Regions from separate parts of the Sus scrofa genome. Here region 1 is linked to region 2. The links are chromatin contacts, called in public HiChIP or PLAC-seq maps. All regions are on one chromosome and are shown on one strand. The core of a region is the stretch at or near the end of the contact, and the rest is flanking DNA. Distances in the headings are between cores, read along the strand shown. Region 1 holds the start of IMPA2 (inositol monophosphatase 2). Region 2 holds the start of SPIRE1 (protein spire homolog 1).

Region 1 (5,849 bases), core at 1,109-3,608, 380 kb after region 2:
CACATAAAGATGATAAATACCCATTTTGATGAATATTGCTCTTTGTATTTGTGGTGGTGATGGGGTGGGGCTGGCTCAAGAGCCAGGGAAGGGCTACTGAAGTGGTGGGTTGCTGGGACTGGAAGTGATGCCTCCCAGAGGCACCACAGAAATGGGTGATGGAGGCCTTCCTGGAGAGGGCGGCACTTGGGGCAGGGAGGCCTCTCAGGATGGGGCAGCTGGGAGGTGACAGCAAATCATCTAGGGCCACCCTTAACAGAACCAGAGTCTGAAAGTCAGAGGGCCCTCCCTCTGCTCCCTGTACCTCTGAGTGTGCAGAACCCAGACTCTGGAGCAGCTGAGAGCAGCAAACAATAAAACAGCAGAAACCAGGGGTGGGCGTGTCTGGCCACAAGGCTATGGCACCTGCATCCACCCCCTCGCCCCCCTCCCCCGGGCTGAGGGAGGCACCAAAGGATCAGCCCCTTGGCTCCCTCCAGGCCAGGTCTTGTCCAATCAGCACCCTATTACTGCCAGAACATGGTGAAGACAATCTGTCCCTCTTTACACAGGTTAGGATGACCTGTGGCTTCTGTTTGTCTCAGCCACTGACCATTTGGCCACTCTCCGGGCCACTGTGCAGCCAGCAGACAGGCAGCATCAGCATACTGCCCAAGAGGGAGCCCAGAGTCCTGGGCCCCCTGACCAGACTCCTGATGTCAGAATCCTTACTGTACCCTTCCCCTACTCTCAGAAACAGCCTTTTCTGTCCTCAGCAAGTTGCAAAAGCAGAAGCTATCTGAGTTAAAATTCCTAAGACCTTTAGAATGGTGCCCGCCACACTGCAAGGTCTATGTAAGCGTTGGGAAATTTGTATAAAAAATGTTTCAAAAACTCTCTGTTTCCTCAAGGATCTAAATTTGAAAAACCACAGAAACCCATAACTCACAAGGGTTTACACAGTGATGTCTGAATCCTAAACTGGCTTCTCAAAGACTGAAAGAAGAAAAGGCTTATGGTGGAACTTAAAAGTTACCAAATATCCTGATACGTTTACTCTGGAGAGGAAGTGGGGGGCTCAGGGAGGGGAAGCAAGTATGCTCTGCGGCCAGTGGCGCTGCTTTCCAGGAAGAACGCTTGTCCTGCAGTTACAAGCTTCATCCAAGTAGCAGGTAAGGTTGAGGTCCTCCTTTTCCCAAGGATCAAGCCTCCCAGCGCCCCTTTAAGGAGTGTTTTCCTTCTGGGCTGAGGCGGTGGGGGGGGGGGGCTCCCACACAGAAGATGTCCACTAGGGTTGAAGGTTAACGTTTAGGGGATTAGAGGAGTCACTCCAAGAACCACACCATCACTGCACACGTGAGGGCTCACTTCAAACGCAGGACGGGTGACAACCTGTTTTCAACCTGTGCAGAACTTTCAGACTGAAAAGAAATTACCATTTGGGAACAGTAAGTCCTTCTGCGGGCAGGGCTCCTCCTACTCCTGTCCACCCCCTCTTGGGATCGCCAGAACGAAGCCGTGCGCCTTTACGCGCGCGCGAGGCGGGAGGAGGACGTTTCTCCGCCCGGCCTCCCCCCGCCCCACCCCGCGCGGGACAGTCCCGGAGAGCCCAAACCCCTATTCGCCGCCGCACGTGGCCTAAGGACCCCTCAGGTGTCGGGCACCAGGGAAATGAGGGAACAGAACACACACTAAAGTGAGAGGAGAGGGGTTGCTCTACGAAGGTTTCTTCAGCTCCGCTGCTCGACCTTCACCCTTCCGGTGTGGGTAGCAGTTCCTCCAAATACCGAGAGGAACCCTCTAGACTCCGGATGCGCGAGGAGAGGCCGTCCGCTCGACCTCCACACGGCGGAGTTCTAACCTAGGGCAACCGCACCACGTTCTGCCCAATGGATCAATTCCAAGGCAGTTCCAGCGCCCTGACCCTCCCCGGCAGTTCTGCGCGCAGATCCCGGCCCGCGTCTCCGACCCGCGGGACCCAGGGAGCCCGTGCAGGGGCGGCAGGTGCACAGGTGTAAGGAAGAGGTGCAGAGCCCCTCTGCGGTTGGCAGTCCCGGTCGCCTGGCCCAGCGTGGCCGGACCCGCCGGCCCGCGGGGTCTCAGAACCACCGCCCACACCCCGCGCCCACTCTGCCCCAAGTCCGAGCGCGCCCGCCGTGCGCTCCGGGCCGCGCTCACCTGTCCTGCCCGCAGCGCGAGCTGCACCGCCGCTTCGAAGCACTCCTCCCACGGGCCCCCGGCCCTCGCCGCCCTATCCTCGCCGCTTGGCTTCATAGCGGCCTCTGGGCCCGCCGGCGCCCCCCGCCCGGACGCCAGGCTGCGCGATCGCCTCGCACCTCCTGCTGCTCAGCGGCTGGGCCGCGCCTGCCCGCAGCCTTGCGGGCCCGTTGTGGGGGGCGGGGCACAGGCGGGAACCCGACCTGGAGCTGCGCCCAGCGGGTAGCGACGCCCAGCCCCGCCCCTCACCCCGCCTCCGCCGAGCCCGGCCCCGCCCCGCGCCGCTGGTGCCCCGCTCCTTTCCGCCTGCGTCGCTCTCCCTGCCCTGCCAGCGATGAGCCCCGCCCCAACAACCCCAGGCCCCGCCCCGACTGCTCCAGGAACCCTGGAGGGCGCTCGGTCCCTCCTGCGGAAAGCCGCGGGCTTGCGTGGCGGAAGAAGGGCGGGGCTAGGAGCCGCAGCAGCGCCCCGGGCCCGCGCTCCCCGCGGAGAGTATGGATGAGCCAGGAATGTTCCCTAAGCAGACCCCCGGAACAGCTGCTGCTCTCGTGCTCCCGCGTGGGCAGGAACCGACTGCTGCAGGCGCTAGTGCCAGACCCAGAGCTTGCGCTCAGGAGCTGCCTGGCACCCTCTAACCTGTGCTGACCACGTGGAGCCGGCCTGCGGTCCGAGACCGCGAGGACCCCGCGGGGGTCGCTCCTTACACCGTCAGCTTTCGTCTGTGACCACCGAGCGCCGGAGCAACTTGTAGAGGCAAACAGACAACACGGAGGCTTTAAGCGGAGCTGTAGGGCTTCGTCCTTGGGTCGCCTCACCTTGCAAGTGGGAAACCTGGATGGAGAATTGCCCCTACGGTGGGTTTGCGGCGGCTGAGGGCAGGCTCCGCTCCATCTTTCTTGTTCATATTTTCCATGATTGTCCCAAGAGGGAGTTGGTTTCTGAAAATCCTTAAGACTGTGCCCTGGATGCCTCACTTCAAATGTATTCAGAGTTGATCTTTGCAGCAGGTTTTCATTAGCGATCACTCCCAGCAACAAGCAAAATAACGTTAAGACGCTGAATTAAGGCAGACAAGCGATTGCTAACAAATGCTGTACATTTATCACCCAGCATTGTGCAGGTCCCACAACAAAGAACATCCCCGGACACCCCTTAAAGCTCTGTTCTGGCAGAATCATCTGCAGGAAACATTCTCTGCAGGATTATTTCTCCTTCTCTTTGGTTTCCACCATAAAATGTGCTTTTTCCTGCTGGTCCCATTGAGAAAGAGGGTAACATGTGAGGTCCTTTGGCTCCCCTGGGTGTGCCACTCTCCAAGCTCTGCCTGGCTTTTCTGGGGAGACTCCTTTGTCCTGTGCCATGTCCCCAGCTCACTCTTTAGTGCTACTCTATGCCTGTGGATCCTATACTTTAGACCCTGGAGACAAACTGTACTTCAGTAACCAGCCACCTTCATTCTGTTACAGTCCTACCTGCAAGGCACAGTCTGTAAACTAAATGAACACTATTTCCAATTCCGTGCTCCTGAAACTCCCCAGGGTGACCTTCCTGAGATGAACTCCTGGCCCGCCTTCACCTGACTCTAGGTCAGCTCTGCACCCCATCTCCAATAGTCCACTCCCGGCCTGGACTGTTCACACTTCCTTCTCCCCTCCAGAGACGCCAGGAGCAGCTTCTGGCCTCAGACAGCACTCCAGGCGGCTGCCGCTGGGACCTCTGGGCACACTTCACCTTGTCTTCATGTGCACATCTGTAAAGTGGACATTCCACCTTCATCAAGTTGTTTTTGAGACATAGGCGAAAAGCTGTTTAAAAGGCCTGGCACACAGGAAGTGCCCATTCAGGGCTGGCCCCTTCTCTCTGTTCCCATGGCTTCAGTGCTGCCTAGCCGAGCTTTCTCTCTGTCCACAGGAATCTCCAGACCTACTCTGCTCACTGTCCCCGTCCCCGTGCCCTCACACTGCACCCCCACCCCTGGCGCTTCACTAGAAGGTGATTTCCCTCCCCCTTCACCTGCGGACACACAACACCTGCCCCGCACCTGTGGGTCTGCCATTTCTGAGGAAGGGGTGCCTCTCCTCCAACACAGCCCCCTCCCCTGTGTGCTCCAGTCACCCCTGCTCTCCCTCTGGACCCTGCATCCCTGAGCCCTGGTCTCCACCATTTCTGCTTGTTGCCTGCCCTCCATGGTTGGCTCCGTCCTTCTCAACAGCCCTGAACATGCTGACGTCTCTCGCTTCTTAAATGTCCCTTGCTGATCTTCACCCCTTGTGATCACCACCTCTCTCATCTTGTCAGAGTCTCCCTTTTTTTTTTTTTTTTAGCTATTTCTTGGGCCACTCCTGTGGCATATGGAGGTTCCCAGGCTAGGGGTCGAATTGGAGCTGTAGCCGCCAGCCTACGCCAGAGCCACAGCAACTTGGGATCTAAGCCGCATCTGCGACCTACACCACAGCTCACAGCAATGCCAGATCATTAACCCACTGAGCAAGGGCAGGGACTGAACCCGCAACCTCATGGTTCCTAGTCGGATTCGTTAACCACTGCGCCACGACGGGAACTCCCCAGAGTCTCCTTGAAAGTGTTTCCACCTCCTTGCCACCCTTCCAGCCAGTCCTCAGCCCCCTGCAGTGGGCCATCTGCCCATCACTCAGACTGCTCCACAGTGTCACCAGAGCCTACCTGAGTGGTGCACATGGGGGACAGTTTTCATCTTTTTCCAGCTTGAATTCTCAGTAGCATTTCACTCAGAGCAAGAAGCACTCCCTGGATGCCCCTTCTGTTTGTTTCCAGGCCCTGGGTCTCTGCTGGTGTGTGCGTGCGTTTCTCTGACCCTCGGTTCTTTGCCCCATCCTCTGAATCCACCCTCTTCCACACTGATCGTGTGCCCATTAAGCGCCAGACCTGTGTGGATGGATGTGTCGCATCTGAGACACTGAGATGATCTGAGTGGAAATGTTTGTTGAGTTCAGATGCTGTGCAAAGGTCAGGGTGGACCTGACCATGCAAAGGGGCAGTGGGGTCAGGGAGGGCTTCAGAGAGGAGGGGTAGGGGTAAGCCCCAGGAGTGGAAGAGGAGAGGAGGGTTGTTTGGGGCCGAGAAAGCATTGCAGGGCGTTGCTGCAAAGGTAGCAGAGGTAGAAAGGCATGCACAGACTCTGAGTGGCTTGTCCTCTATTTCAGCTGCCCCCCGGGATGTCTGGCCCCGTCTGCAGACATTTGGGGCTGTCACAACTTCTGGCATCTAGTGGAGGGAGGCCAAGGAGACTGTCAAACGTCCCCCAGGAGTTCCCGTTGTGGCTCAGTGGTTAACGAATCCGACTAGGAACCATGAGGTTTCGGGTTCGATCCCTGCCCTTGCTCAGTGGGTTAAGGATCCGGCGTGGCCGTGAGCTGTGGTGTAGGTTGCAGACGCGGCTCAGATCCAGCGTTGCTGTGGCTCTGGTGTAGACTGGCCAAGAAATGGCAAAAAGACCAAAAAAAAAAAAAAAAAAGTCCCCCAATGCACAGGACGCCCCCTCCCCCCACCCCCAGCCATAGTGAAGGACTGCCATGCAAATAACAGGAACACTGGGGTTGAGAACTCACATCCTGCTTTACCTCTAGTAGGAAGAGTCTGGCTCAGGTCAGAATTCCACGTGTAATTTTTCAGAG
Region 2 (5,836 bases), core at 206-2,705:
CTTACACCACAGCTTACGGCAACTCCGGAACCATAACCCACTGAGCGAGGCCAGGGATCAAACCTGAAACCTCATGGTCCTTAGTCAGATTTGTTTTCACTGTGCCACAACAGGAACTCCCTAATTTCTGTGTTTCTAAATCAAGAGGCATATATATACATCCTACCAATATCATGTAAGGAATTGGTTGTTTTCTACTCAGGGCTGTGGCACACATATTTCATTTTTATAAAAAGGATTATAAACCCATGATTAAGTGATGTTAAATAATTGTTTTTCTCTCTTGTAATGATATTATACTTGAGTGCCTAAGGAGAATTTTTTTTCCTCTCGTCTTTCAATTTCTTTCTTTTTTTGGCCACACTCACTGCACATGAAAATTCCCCTGCCAGGGATTGGATTGAAGCTGCAGCTATGGCAATGCCGGATCCTTTAATGCACTGCAGTGGTAAACCTGCATCTCTGAACTGCAGTAGGACTCTTACCCCACTGCACCATAGCAGGAACTCACTCAGTTTCTTCCTTTTATATTCTCTCCTGTTTTCTTCTCTTCTCCCTAATTCTGCTACATGTACTGTGGTATCTTGGTCATTAATAATAGACTGCAGTAATTTCTACTAAAAGATGCAATTGTTGGGAGTTCCCGGTATGGCTCGGCAACAGTGAACCCTACCAGTATCCACGAGGATATGGGTTCGATCCCTGGCCTCGTTCAGTGGTTTAAGGATCCCACTTTGTGGTGAGTTGTGGTGTAGGTTGCAAAAGAGGCTCAGATCCTGGGATGCTGTGTCTGTGGTTGGCAGCTGCAGCATGGATTCAACCCCTAGATCAGGAACTTCCATTTGCCACAGGTGTAGCCCTAAAAAGAAAAAAAAAAAAATGTCGAGAGTGCCATATCTAATAACTGCCTTAAAAGGCTTACTGGTACTTACTATAGGTTCTTTCCTTGCTTGGTTGATGCTTCCAACTCAAGGTTCTCACTCGGCACTAATCTCAGAGTAGAATGTTACCATCGGCAGATAATTTGCAACAAGTTTGTACCTCAGGCCCTGATATGCGCTCTTGGAAAAAGCTGGTGAGTAAAACCCATTAAAGATCCAGTCCTCTTGGGGCTTAGGGTGAAGTTGGGAGTGGATAGGGAGGTTATCCAAGCCAATTGTCTGGTGCCTTGATGGAGATAGTACCCGACAGAGCAGAGCAGGGCGCGGGTACCGGGAGGAGCAAGGGCACTGTGAGGGTTGGCCCGAAAGAGAGAGGGTGCGGTGGTTGGACCAGCGCCCAGGAGCTGGCACTCGGCGGGAGCCTTTGCGGGACGGGGAGGAGCGAATCCCTGGGGCGGGACTTTGGGGCGGGGCCGACTAAGGGGCGGGGTTAACTATGGGGCGGAGCTAGGAAGAGGGACCTACCCGGGGGGCGAGACCAGGGGGCGGGGCTAGCCCCGGGCGGGGCTTTGGGGGCGGGGCCGCGGACGCCATTGCTCTGCTACTTGCTGGTGGCGGTCCTGTCAGGCCCCCTGACCAGCCCAGGTTCTCCGTCTGGTTTCTCACCCAGCTCCCCGGCTCAGTCCCTGGCCCGTCCCCTTCCTGGTGGCGGCCCCGGTCCCGCCCCGTCCCCGCCCTCTACCCGCAGCGGCGCGCCTGGCCCGCTGGGCGGGGTTCCGGGGATGAGGCGGCGGCGGCGCGCAAAGACGATGCTCCGCAGCTGAGGCGACGCGGCGTTGCGAGCGCGGCGCGACCCGCGGGATGGCTCAGCCGGCCGGTCGGGAGGGCGGCGAGGGGCCTCCGGACCCCGGGGAGGCCGCGGGTCCGCCGGCCGCGCTGAGCCTGGAGGAGATCCTGCGGCTCTATAACCAGCCCATCAACGAGGAGCAGGCGTGGGCCGTGTGCTACCAATGCTGCGGCTCTCTGCGCGCCTCGGACGCTGGCCGCCGCCAGCCCCGCCGCCGGGTGCGCTCGGCAGCGCAGATCCGCGTGTGGAGGGACGGCGCCGTCACCCTGGAGCCTGCCGCCGGCGATGCGGGAGAGCCGGCCCCCGCCTCGGGTGAGCCTCCGCCCGCCCCGCTATCCCTTCTCCCGCCGCGGACCCTCCCCCACCGCGACCCCCATCTCCAGCAGCACCACGGACGATCCCCATCCTGGCCCCCGGCGCTTCCGCCCCGGTCCACTCTCCCTTCATGTCTCGCAGGAGGATCCTTGCCGAGGCCCCGGGCCCTTCCCTTGCAGCTCCCGGGGCCGCCGCCCCCCGTCCTTCCGCGCCGTGCCCCTCACCCTCACGGAGGTGTTGGAGCTCGGGCGGTGGGAGCGTGGGCGGTGGCCCCGGGAGCCGTGTGGGCTCCAGGGTCAGTGCGCGGCCTGTCCAGCGCCCCTGCCCACGGCCGGCGGGGAGGCGTGGGGTCGCAGGCGGAAAGCTCTGGGCCGTGTGAACGCGCGGGTGGTGCTCGGGGCCGAGCCCGGGTGGGACGCGCTGGGCGCTGCCGGCTTCCAGAGACCTGGCCGGGCCGGCTGTCCCGAGGCTGCGCTCATCCAGCGAGAGGCTGGTAGTACTTTAAACCACTGCACACCAGGTTCTCTCAGTTGAAAATGCAGACAATTGAGCCCTGAGGAGAGAAAGCTATTTTGGGAGAAATGGAGGAAGCGACTGAATTATGATAAAAATAAAGAAATAATATGGTTTCCGTGCACCTTACAATTTGTTGTGATGGAAAACAGGCTTGTGAGGTTAAAAAGTTGACAGGTTGTCAGATAAATAGGTACAGTGGATTTTACTTAGGTCATTTTCTGATGTAAATTCTGGAAGACTATTACCTACCCGTCAGCATATAGCTAGGGCTTACCCAAATTTCTGTGGATGAAAAAGAGGTGGATAATAGGTTTCTCCTATCAGTTTTTATCTAATTCAGTCTTTCGAGAGACAAATCTATTAAAAACAGGAAAAAAAATCCACCCTCACTTTTAGGAAGTTGATGGAAGTGTCAAAATGTTTAAGGTGAAAGATGTGCTTCAGAATTAATAATGTGACATCTAATGAAAATCCTCATTAAATTGATCGGGGTAGAGAACAGTCAAGATTATGTTATCAATTTTTTCAGTTCCAACAGAGTAGTTATTTATTTTTGGTGTCAGATAAACAGATTTTTAGAATTTTTATTTATTTAAAGCTAGTCTTTTTAGGATTCTTTTGAAATTATTTAAGACAATTTTTTAGTCTATTTGATGTCTGTTGCTTTTAAACTTGGACTTAATGTTAGTGGGAAATATTTATAATTGCAGTTTATTTACAGTTTATTAACATGACATGAAAAGATGCTTTTGTAAAATATAGCAAAGCCATGTCTTCAAAGGGAAAAATGGTTGTGTGCAGCCTGGTTTTAGAAGTAGCATTGGGGGAGTTCCTGTTCTGGCTCAGCTGAAACAAATCCGAATCTGACTAGTATCCTTGAGGACCCAGGTTCGATCGCTGGCCTCGCTCAGTGGGTTAAGGATCTGGCGTTGCCATGAGCTGTGGTATAGGTTGCAGATGTGGCTCGGATCTGGTGGTATTGTGGCTGTGGCGTAGGCCAGCAGCTGCAGCTCCAATTCGACCCATAGCCTGGGAACTTCCATATGCTGCAGGTGCGGCCCTAAAAAGCAAACAAAACAAAACAAAACAAAAACAAGTGGCATTGGTAGTGGTGATTTCCAAAAGGAACAATTCCGAATTTACATTGTCCTTGAGCTTAATCCCAAGAGAGTATAGTTTAAGCTATGTTTGTGAACTATTAGTAGTTTAATTATCAAAGACTGCTGGATTCTGCTGGTAGTTTTTTAAAAAAATCATAACCTCATGTTGAAATGTATTCTTTTTTTACATCATTACTATGTATGATACCATGTTGACCTCAGTGTAACACACTCTTTCTGGAGAGAATGGCAGAGTTGTTTCCTACAGCAGCAATAGTGGATTTGTAATCCATTCTCTTCCTTCTTAGTTCTGCTGGTGACCTTTGCTGCTGGTTTTGGGGAGAGCCCAGTCTGTGTTGCTGATATGTATGATCTTGAGCATTTTAAGGCCGATTGAGTAAAAATCTGGGAAGTTCATACTAAAATATTGTTTATATTAGTTTATTTCCTCCTAGTATTAAGAGTAGTTGCGTGGCTGTGGGGAGCACAGTGTCTTCTGAACATTTAATCTTGATTCTTAAAAATCCTGTATAACTTGGTACTGTACACCCTTGTTAAATTTTATTTTTAGAATTCTCACTGTGGTGCAGTGTGTTGAGAGTTCCACTGCAGCGGTTTGTGTTGCTGCTGAGGTGCAGGTTCTATCGTGGCCCAGTGCAGTGGGTTAAAGGATCTTGAGTTGTCCCAGCTGTGACATAGGCGGCAGCTGCAGCTTGGATTCAGTCCCTGGCCCAGAACTTCCATATGCCTTGGGCGCAGTCATTTAAAAAAAAAATTCTTTTTCTAAGAAAAAATGGTAATTGTGACATCTCCATTCTAAGAAGCACTTTCTTTTTCATTCTGAGATATTTAACGTGATTTTATGTTGGCAGTCAGCTACATTGTTTTTTTTTTTTTTTTTTTTTTTTTCACATGTTATCCATTGACTTTTTTCCTAAATGGAGGTTTAGAAAGTTAAGTGATATGCTCACATTCACACTGGTAATTCTTTGAATCAAATCCAGGTCCTGGTAGTATTGTGGAATGAAAGAGATTTCATTTGAATTGGAATCATGATTCCTCCCCTTTCCAGCTGAGTGACCTTGAATAAGTTCCTTAATCTACTTAAGTGCAACCTTTACGTCTGTAAAATGAGAATAGATTACTTTTTTCCACAGGATAGAAGTTTGAGTGAGAGGTAAGTGTAAAGTGCCTAACACAAGGCTTGGTATGTAGCAGCTACTCAGGGAGTTTTAGTTCCCTTCCTCTCCTAATCCTGTGGTCCTTTCATATGGTCATACTGCCTCTGTCCAGCTGTTCTGTATTTTTACTCAGAATTGGGACACATGTCTAGGTCAGGGTTTCTCAGCCTATGCACTGACGTTTTTGACTGAATAATGCTTTGTTGTAGGGGCTGTCTGGTGCCTGTGTAGGATGGTCAGCAGCATCCCTGGTCTCTACCCACCAGGTACCAGTTAACCACATGCCCCGTCGCCTGAGTCATGATTATACAAAAGTCTCAAGACACGGCCAGATGTCCGCTGTTGAGACCCACTTTCTAGAATATGATAGGAGGTACCCAAGATTGTGTTCAGTGTGGAGAAATGGATCCTGGTTGTAATCCCCAAGTGAGTGACTCTTTCAGCTGGCCACCATTCCCTCTGCTGCTGAGTGAATAGTTGGTTCTTAGCACTATCAGCAGTATTGCTCTATTTAGTCCCATAGAAAGAAAATGCACTTCACACTCATTCTTGACTTGTTTTGGGGTTGAATGTAGCAGTAATTGATTTTAGTCCTTATTTTCTTTTAATAGTATTAACATACAGAATATTCAAATTCAGGTTGAATTAAAAAATTAGAAGTATACTGTAAGAGAAATAGAAAAATGTAGGAAATATGGGAATGAAACCAATATCGGAAGAAGACAATGAAGAATGAATAATTTTATTTAGCATTCAGATATAACTTAAAGCCATTTACTGACATGGCCATGAAATCAGTGTGATACAGGACTGAAGGATTTAAATTAATCCTCCTTTAAATTAAAGGAGTTTCTGTTGTGGCTCAGCAGAAACGAACCCGCAAGAGAAAAAAATTAAAGAAGGAAAAATGAGTTTTGTTTTTGTTTTTTTGTTTGTTTTGCTTTTTAGGGCCGCACCCACAACATATGGAAGTTCCCGGGCTAGGGGTTGAATTGG

What was found. HiChIP or PLAC-seq counts read pairs in DNA pulled down with a chosen protein or histone mark.
Region 1: an H3K27ac HiChIP or PLAC-seq map of alveolar macrophages shows a contact between it and region 2. The contact joins the promoter of IMPA2 here to the promoter of SPIRE1 in region 2. A contact is called at or near these places in 1 of 5 promoter capture datasets (liver), 2 of 47 Hi-C or Micro-C datasets (embryonic fibroblasts and heart right ventricle) and 1 of 2 datasets of contacts at active chromatin or transcription factors (alveolar macrophages).

The regions. Positions count from the first base shown.
Region 1 is chr6:97,307,371-97,313,219 of Sscrofa11.1, forward strand. IMPA2 (inositol monophosphatase 2) reads right to left here and starts at 2,359. Exons shown (of 8, transcript XM_021096044.1): 1 at 2,158-2,359. The coding sequence starts at 2,253.
Region 2 is chr6:96,932,568-96,938,403 of Sscrofa11.1, forward strand. It overlaps SPIRE1 (protein spire homolog 1), which reads left to right and starts at 1,456. Exons shown (of 18, transcript XM_021096025.1): 1 at 1,456-2,040. The coding sequence starts at 1,743.